Regions from separate parts of the Mus musculus genome. Here region 2 is linked to region 1. Evidence: chromatin contacts called from public promoter capture Hi-C data. All regions are on one chromosome and are shown on one strand. Each heading gives the region's core, a stretch centred on a gene start, on an enhancer-like site or on the middle of the called end of the contact. The rest is flanking DNA. Distances are from core to core; before and after follow the strand shown. Region 1 holds the start of Gjd3 (gap junction protein, delta 3). Region 2 holds the start of Ikzf3 (IKAROS family zinc finger 3).

Evidence for each region. Promoter capture Hi-C pulls out the DNA fragments that hold promoters and counts their contacts.
Region 2: a promoter capture Hi-C map of liver shows a contact between it and region 1, with 2.9 times the contacts expected there. The contact joins the promoter of Ikzf3 here to the promoter of Gjd3 in region 1. A contact is called at or near these places in 1 of 39 promoter capture datasets (liver) and 1 of 9 other capture datasets (pancreatic islet).

Annotation. Positions count from the first base shown.
Region 1 is chr11:98,981,571-98,984,369 of GRCm38.p6, forward strand. Gjd3 (gap junction protein, delta 3) reads right to left here and starts at 1,450. Exons shown (of 1, transcript NM_178596.3): 1 at 1-1,450. The coding sequence starts at 1,446. The coding sequence ends at 610.
Region 2 is chr11:98,544,677-98,547,475 of GRCm38.p6, forward strand. It overlaps Ikzf3 (IKAROS family zinc finger 3), which reads right to left and starts at 1,355. Exons shown (of 8, transcript NM_011771.1): 1 at 1,068-1,355. The coding sequence starts at 1,074.

The sequences.
Region 1 (2,799 bases), core at 200-2,699:
GGTGTGTATACAGAGCTAACACAGGACGCATGCGTACATGCATCCACACAGAGCCTTCAAGGACATACATGTACATTTCTGTGCACGCAGGCATGAACCCAGGTCTCTATCGCCTGTCACTTGGGAGATGTATACGTGTGGACACACGCATGTGCGGACCCTCACAAGCATACACATGCAAATACACACAGCTCATAGAGGTTTACTATGCTTGAGCAGCCAACCCATCTGAGTGTGTCCAGAGAGAGTGTGTGCAGAGCGCTCACGGAAAACCACTCTTCTCTGAATTAGCAGGGAACCTGGGAATGTTGCCATCACTGTTGATTTTTGTCCCCGGTGCAACAATCAGGTCACCCACGGCCGGTTTGCCGCCTCTCAGGGGAGCCCTTGGCGTCCTCCCTTTCCGCAGGGATCACAGCACCGAGGAGCCTCCCTGATTTAACACGGCTGCCGTAACCAGCACTAGGAAGTGCGACACCTCCCCCACCCGAACCCTGGCGGTCCCCTCTGCTCATCTTCTGCTCAGGCAGGGTCCTACGCAGTCTTTCAGAAGCAAAGCCTTCTGCCTCCAAGGACCCGGGTGCTGATATCCAGCCTCCGATCTCGCCGCTAGATGGCCAGGTCCTGGCGCACGGTAGCCAGCGACGCTTTGCTGTGGCCGCTGCCGCCTTCGCCCTCGCTGTCGCCTGCCGGTGAGCGGTGCGCGTAGGCTGGCGGGCCGAAAGGGTCGGGGTCCCCGCGCTGCGATGGCAAAGAGGGCGACGGCGGCGGCGGCGGGAGCAGCTTGGCGCGCTGGCGACCCTTCCAGAGCAGGTGACCCAGCTCCGCCACGCTGAGCAGCGCCGACAGCAGCCCGACGGCGAAGTAGAAGACCACGAAGACGGTCTTCTCGGTGGGCCGGCTCACGAAACAGTCGACCGTGTGCGGACAAGGTGGCCCGGCGCACGCGTAGTGCGGGTCCACGCGGAAGCCGTAGAGCAGCGCCTGGCCGCCCAGGAAAGCCAGCTCGGCGAGCAGGCGCAGAGCCACGCTCAGCAGGTAGCAGCGGCGCGCGCGGCGAGCGCGCAGGGCGCACGGGGAGCACGGCGCCTCGGCACGCCCGCGCGCGCACGGCGGGGCCAGCTGCGCACCACCCGCCTCCTTGCTGGCCTGGTGCATGGAGTAGATGACGAACAGCACCGGCGGCGCCGACAGCAGCAGGATGTGGAAGAGCCAGAAGCGGTAGTGGGACACCGGGAAGGCGCGATCGTAGCAGGTCTGGCGACAGCCGGGCTGCAACGTGTTACACACGAACTCCTCCTGCTCGTCCTCGAACACCGCACCTCCCACCGTGGCCAGCACCAGGATGCGGAAGATCAGCATGATCACCAGCCAGAGACGACCCACGAGCGGCGACTGTAGCTGCACCGCGTCCAGCAGGGAGCCTAGGAACGCCCACTCCCCCATGACGCTGGGGACGAGGAAAGGGGGTAGTCACAGGCTGGGGCGGGCTGAATACCCCCTGTCCCCCGCCACCCCCCACCCCCACCCCCACCCCCGTCCCTCAACAATCTCGGAGGGCGCCAGGGAAAGAATATTTTCTGGGGTTTAATGAGTTAATGTCAGAGTGTGAGGATAGTCCATCCTCAGCTATGGGATTCCTTCATATGGGCATAGAGGGGTGCTGAGGAGGGATTTCCCCGCACACCTGGCCTGGGCCTGCTTGGCTAGGGAGACCCTAAGGTTCCCCAGATTCTAGGTTCTTCTTCAGGGCCAACCTTGCTGGCCTGGCTTTTTGTGCCAGGAGCAAGAGCGGCTACTGGAGTCTAGAATTCTACGTTCCTTCTGTTTGAGACCCCTGGGAGCAAGGGGAGGGCCAGGCCGGGTGAGCCCCCACTGTCTCCTTTCTCTCTCACCTCGCAGCAGGGAACGCCTTTTGGGGTTGGAAGCTGACACAGAAGCCTGTTTTTCCAACTTAGGATCTCTCGCCCGCCCTCAATCTTCCCTTCCTCACCAACCTCAGCCAAGGAGACCGGGCACAGCCCCCTCGACTCCTCTCTGATAGCAATTATCAAGCATCTCTTGTAAGCCTCCCCAGACACACAGAATACACCACGTCCCGTCCCTGTAGACCCTTAGTGGCCTCTAGATGTCCCCAACCCCACTTACCCCGGGACCTGGGCCTTAGAGCTGAGCGGAGGACCTTGAGAGACAGCTGGGACCTGTCCCTCTGGGTCCCTCTTTCATTTTCCTTTTTGGCTTTGGCCGGGATGGATGATAGGACAAGTATGGCTGAGAGGGGCTAGCTCTCCCCCTTCTCTTAAAGGGACAGGGTGACCTGTGGTCCGGCTCCACCCTGGAAATAGATCCAGGGCCACACCCCTTGTTGGGTCCTTCCTGCCTTCTCTTTCCATCCCTTACCCCCCATGCCCATCCCATAGCCATGTCTCCATCTGGCGATGGACGGAGGCTAACTAGAGCTACATTTTTTTTTTTAATTGAGGGAGCCAGAGAGATCAATCATGGGAACCCTATCTCCTGGCAGACTCCTCAAACTGAAGACTAGGTCCACCACAACCAACTGACCCCATTTTTGAAGGGTCTTGTGGGCCAGAGGGAGATAACTTCGGCTTTTAGGGGACAACAAATATGGCTTTGGGGGGGGGGGGCTTTTGGTTCTGCCACTATTGGACCTTGGATGAGCCATGTAGGTCACTTGGGCTAAGATCTCTTGGTCTGTCACCTGAGCCAGCTAAACTCTAAGATTCTTACTTTGTTCCGAGACAGAGTCTCGCTGTGTAGTTCAAGCTGGCCAGGACC
Region 2 (2,799 bases), core at 105-2,604, 440 kb before region 1:
AGAAGAAGAAAAAGAAGAAGAAAAAGAAGAAGAAGAAGAAGCCACATTTACCAGCATACCATGCACAAGCTGAGAATTAAGGGCTGTGTTCCACTCAATTGCATTGTGAAACAAAGCTTTATCATATTTAACTGTGTTCCAAACTTGTTAATCATATTTCATAGCTTCACATACACTAGAACTAAATAAAGATGCCAAAAGATCAAGGTTCATGTGTTAAAAGAGATTCTTCAACCATCATGAAGAAAGTAACTGTGATATTCATAATATTTACAGACCAACACTTCAATTAGGTAAGCGTCAGTATCTCTCTCCTTTAAACGAATGCAGCGCTCAACTTCTGATTTTCTCAGGGCCACCTCTCCTCCCCCAAAGTTGAGCCACATCTTCCATCTTCAGAGTTTTAGAAACACTTGTTGAAAATGTGAAATTGCACTTATCTTAAGGAAGTTCATACTGCGAGGCTTCTGAGAAGCAAAGCTATAACTTCCGAAATGAATTCAAATGAAACCCTTAACGTGAGCCTTATTTTTGTTTCGGGTTTTTTCCCCCCTTTGGTTTTGTTTTTTGTTTTTTTTTTTAAGTTCATTTGATTTCCAAGCTAACTAACTACAATTGCTAATCATTTTCAAATATGCCCTTAGCCACTAAGACAGTATTCACAGAAAAGTCACATTACAGAAAAGTAGACTCAAGTAACTAAGATTAAACTAATTCCTATGGAGACTGAGACCGCGGAGCGTCCCCCCCACCCCCAACCCGGGGGAGGGGGAGATTATTCCGTCCCAGGTTTGGTGCCAAACTTAGGGACACCCAAGACTGTTTGTCCTTTGCAGATTTAAGGTGACCCATACATATGCCCCCGTCTCACAACCCCCAAGAAATAAAACTGAAGAGAACTTAGCACTTTCCCAAGTTGGGGGAGGGGGTGTCTGAGAACGGACACGCATTTAAATTAAAAGAAATAAATAGAAGCAAAACCGAGATTCAGAAGGAAGCCAGCCGAGCCTCTGAGCGCGCGCCGCTCCGGCTGCTCAAAGCCCCCAGCGCAGCGGCGCCGAGCTCACCTTCCATGTCGCCGCGGGCCGCGCGGGCTGCAGCTGTCGCTCAGGCTCCGCGGCCGCTCCACGTGCTGCTGCCGTGGGGACCCGCGCGGCTGGCGGGAGATTCCGGGCGCAGGGAGGCCCCGGGATCGCTCGGTCGCGTCGGCGCAGATGCAGGGCGGGAGCCGCCGGCAGCCGGGGCGCGAGGTTAGAGCGGCGCTGGCTGGCGGCCGCTTTAAAGCACGCTCCGAGTGCCGCGGGTTCCGCACCCACTTTTGAATGTCAAGCCTGAGGAACCCTGATCGCGTGGAAACAGTGCCTCAGCGACCGTCTCGGGACGTCTACTTGAGAAACACCGGGGATGAGGGCGCTGTCGCAAGGAGAGCCGAGCGGTGTGCGTAAGCCCAACTTCCAGATTTGCCTGACACGGAAGGACCTGGAACTTTTTATCTAGACTCAGGGATGACGGTCTTGAGAACTGTCAGTGAGAACTCACTTCATTGAGTTATTTATGGCGGTCTCCCCCCAACCCCCGTCGCCCTTTGGTTTTTCACTCCAGTTGGAGTGGCCCGCCACTATGATCCCAGCACTTGAGAGGCTGAGGCAGGAGGATTGCCATCAGTTGCAGGCCAGCCCCACATTACAGTATGAGCCATTTCTCAGAAAACAAACTTTAAAAAGTCTTTGGTTCAGATTTATAGATAGTTCAAAAGTGCGTTGGCATTTACGGCTCTCCAACTTTTTAACTTGAGGGAACAATTCTCTCATTTTGCTGTCCTTTCTGAGAACTGGTTGGTTTGCCAGCGCTGAAAAAAGAAAAAGAGAGAGAAAGAAAAAAAAAGACAGCAGTACATATGTGTGTTCATTTCCTACGAATCTTCTTTCCTCTAAATAGGACACTTTACAAAAACCCACGTATGGTGTGTCAGAAGAATACAGAGTGAAGCTATGTGGGGTAGAGGGACTAAGTCAAGGGAAGGTGTTGGTTCACAGAGGCGTGCCAATCAACATCCTTTCCCATCATCTACACTTTAGAGAGGAAAGCATTTGACAGGAGGGAGGGGGGAGAGGAACTGAAGGCAGAACAGTTTTTCAAAGCTCAGCGGTTCATCACGCTGAAGTCCTAAGAGATGGGGCTCAGAGGGGCATTTCTAACGATGCCAACAGGGTGGAAGGAATGGTCCCACTTTCATCATCTTGTTAGTTACACAAATATATTTGAAGCCAGGTATGGGGGTGCAACACCTTTGATCCCATCACTGGGAAGGCAAGAGGCAAGGAGATCCCCATGAGCTTGAAGCCTTCCTGATCTGCACATTGAGTTCCAGGACAGCCAGGGCTTTATAATAGAGAGACCCTGTCTTCAAAAAGACCGACAGATGTGTGCACGTGCGCGCGCACACACACACACACACACATTTGAGAGGAAAGGTTGAGAACTGTACATCAGCCATCTATCTGTATCTGAAGAAAATCATACTTCTGAGCTAAGCAAGCACACTGAAAACATGAACCCGAGCTCACATTAACTAGTGCCTTGGTATATAGGCAGTCTGTGAACTCTATATTCCATGTTTGTGTACATATGCATATATAACACGAGTGGCTCACATTGTCTCTGAGATCACAGAACCATAGCAGCATCTCCACTGACATGAGTTCTGCAGGACAATATGGAGCTCGGAGACATTCTAAGGTTTAATAAACACTAAGGTTTAATTTTAGTACTGAAAAGGGGAAATTTGTTGTTTGTTAG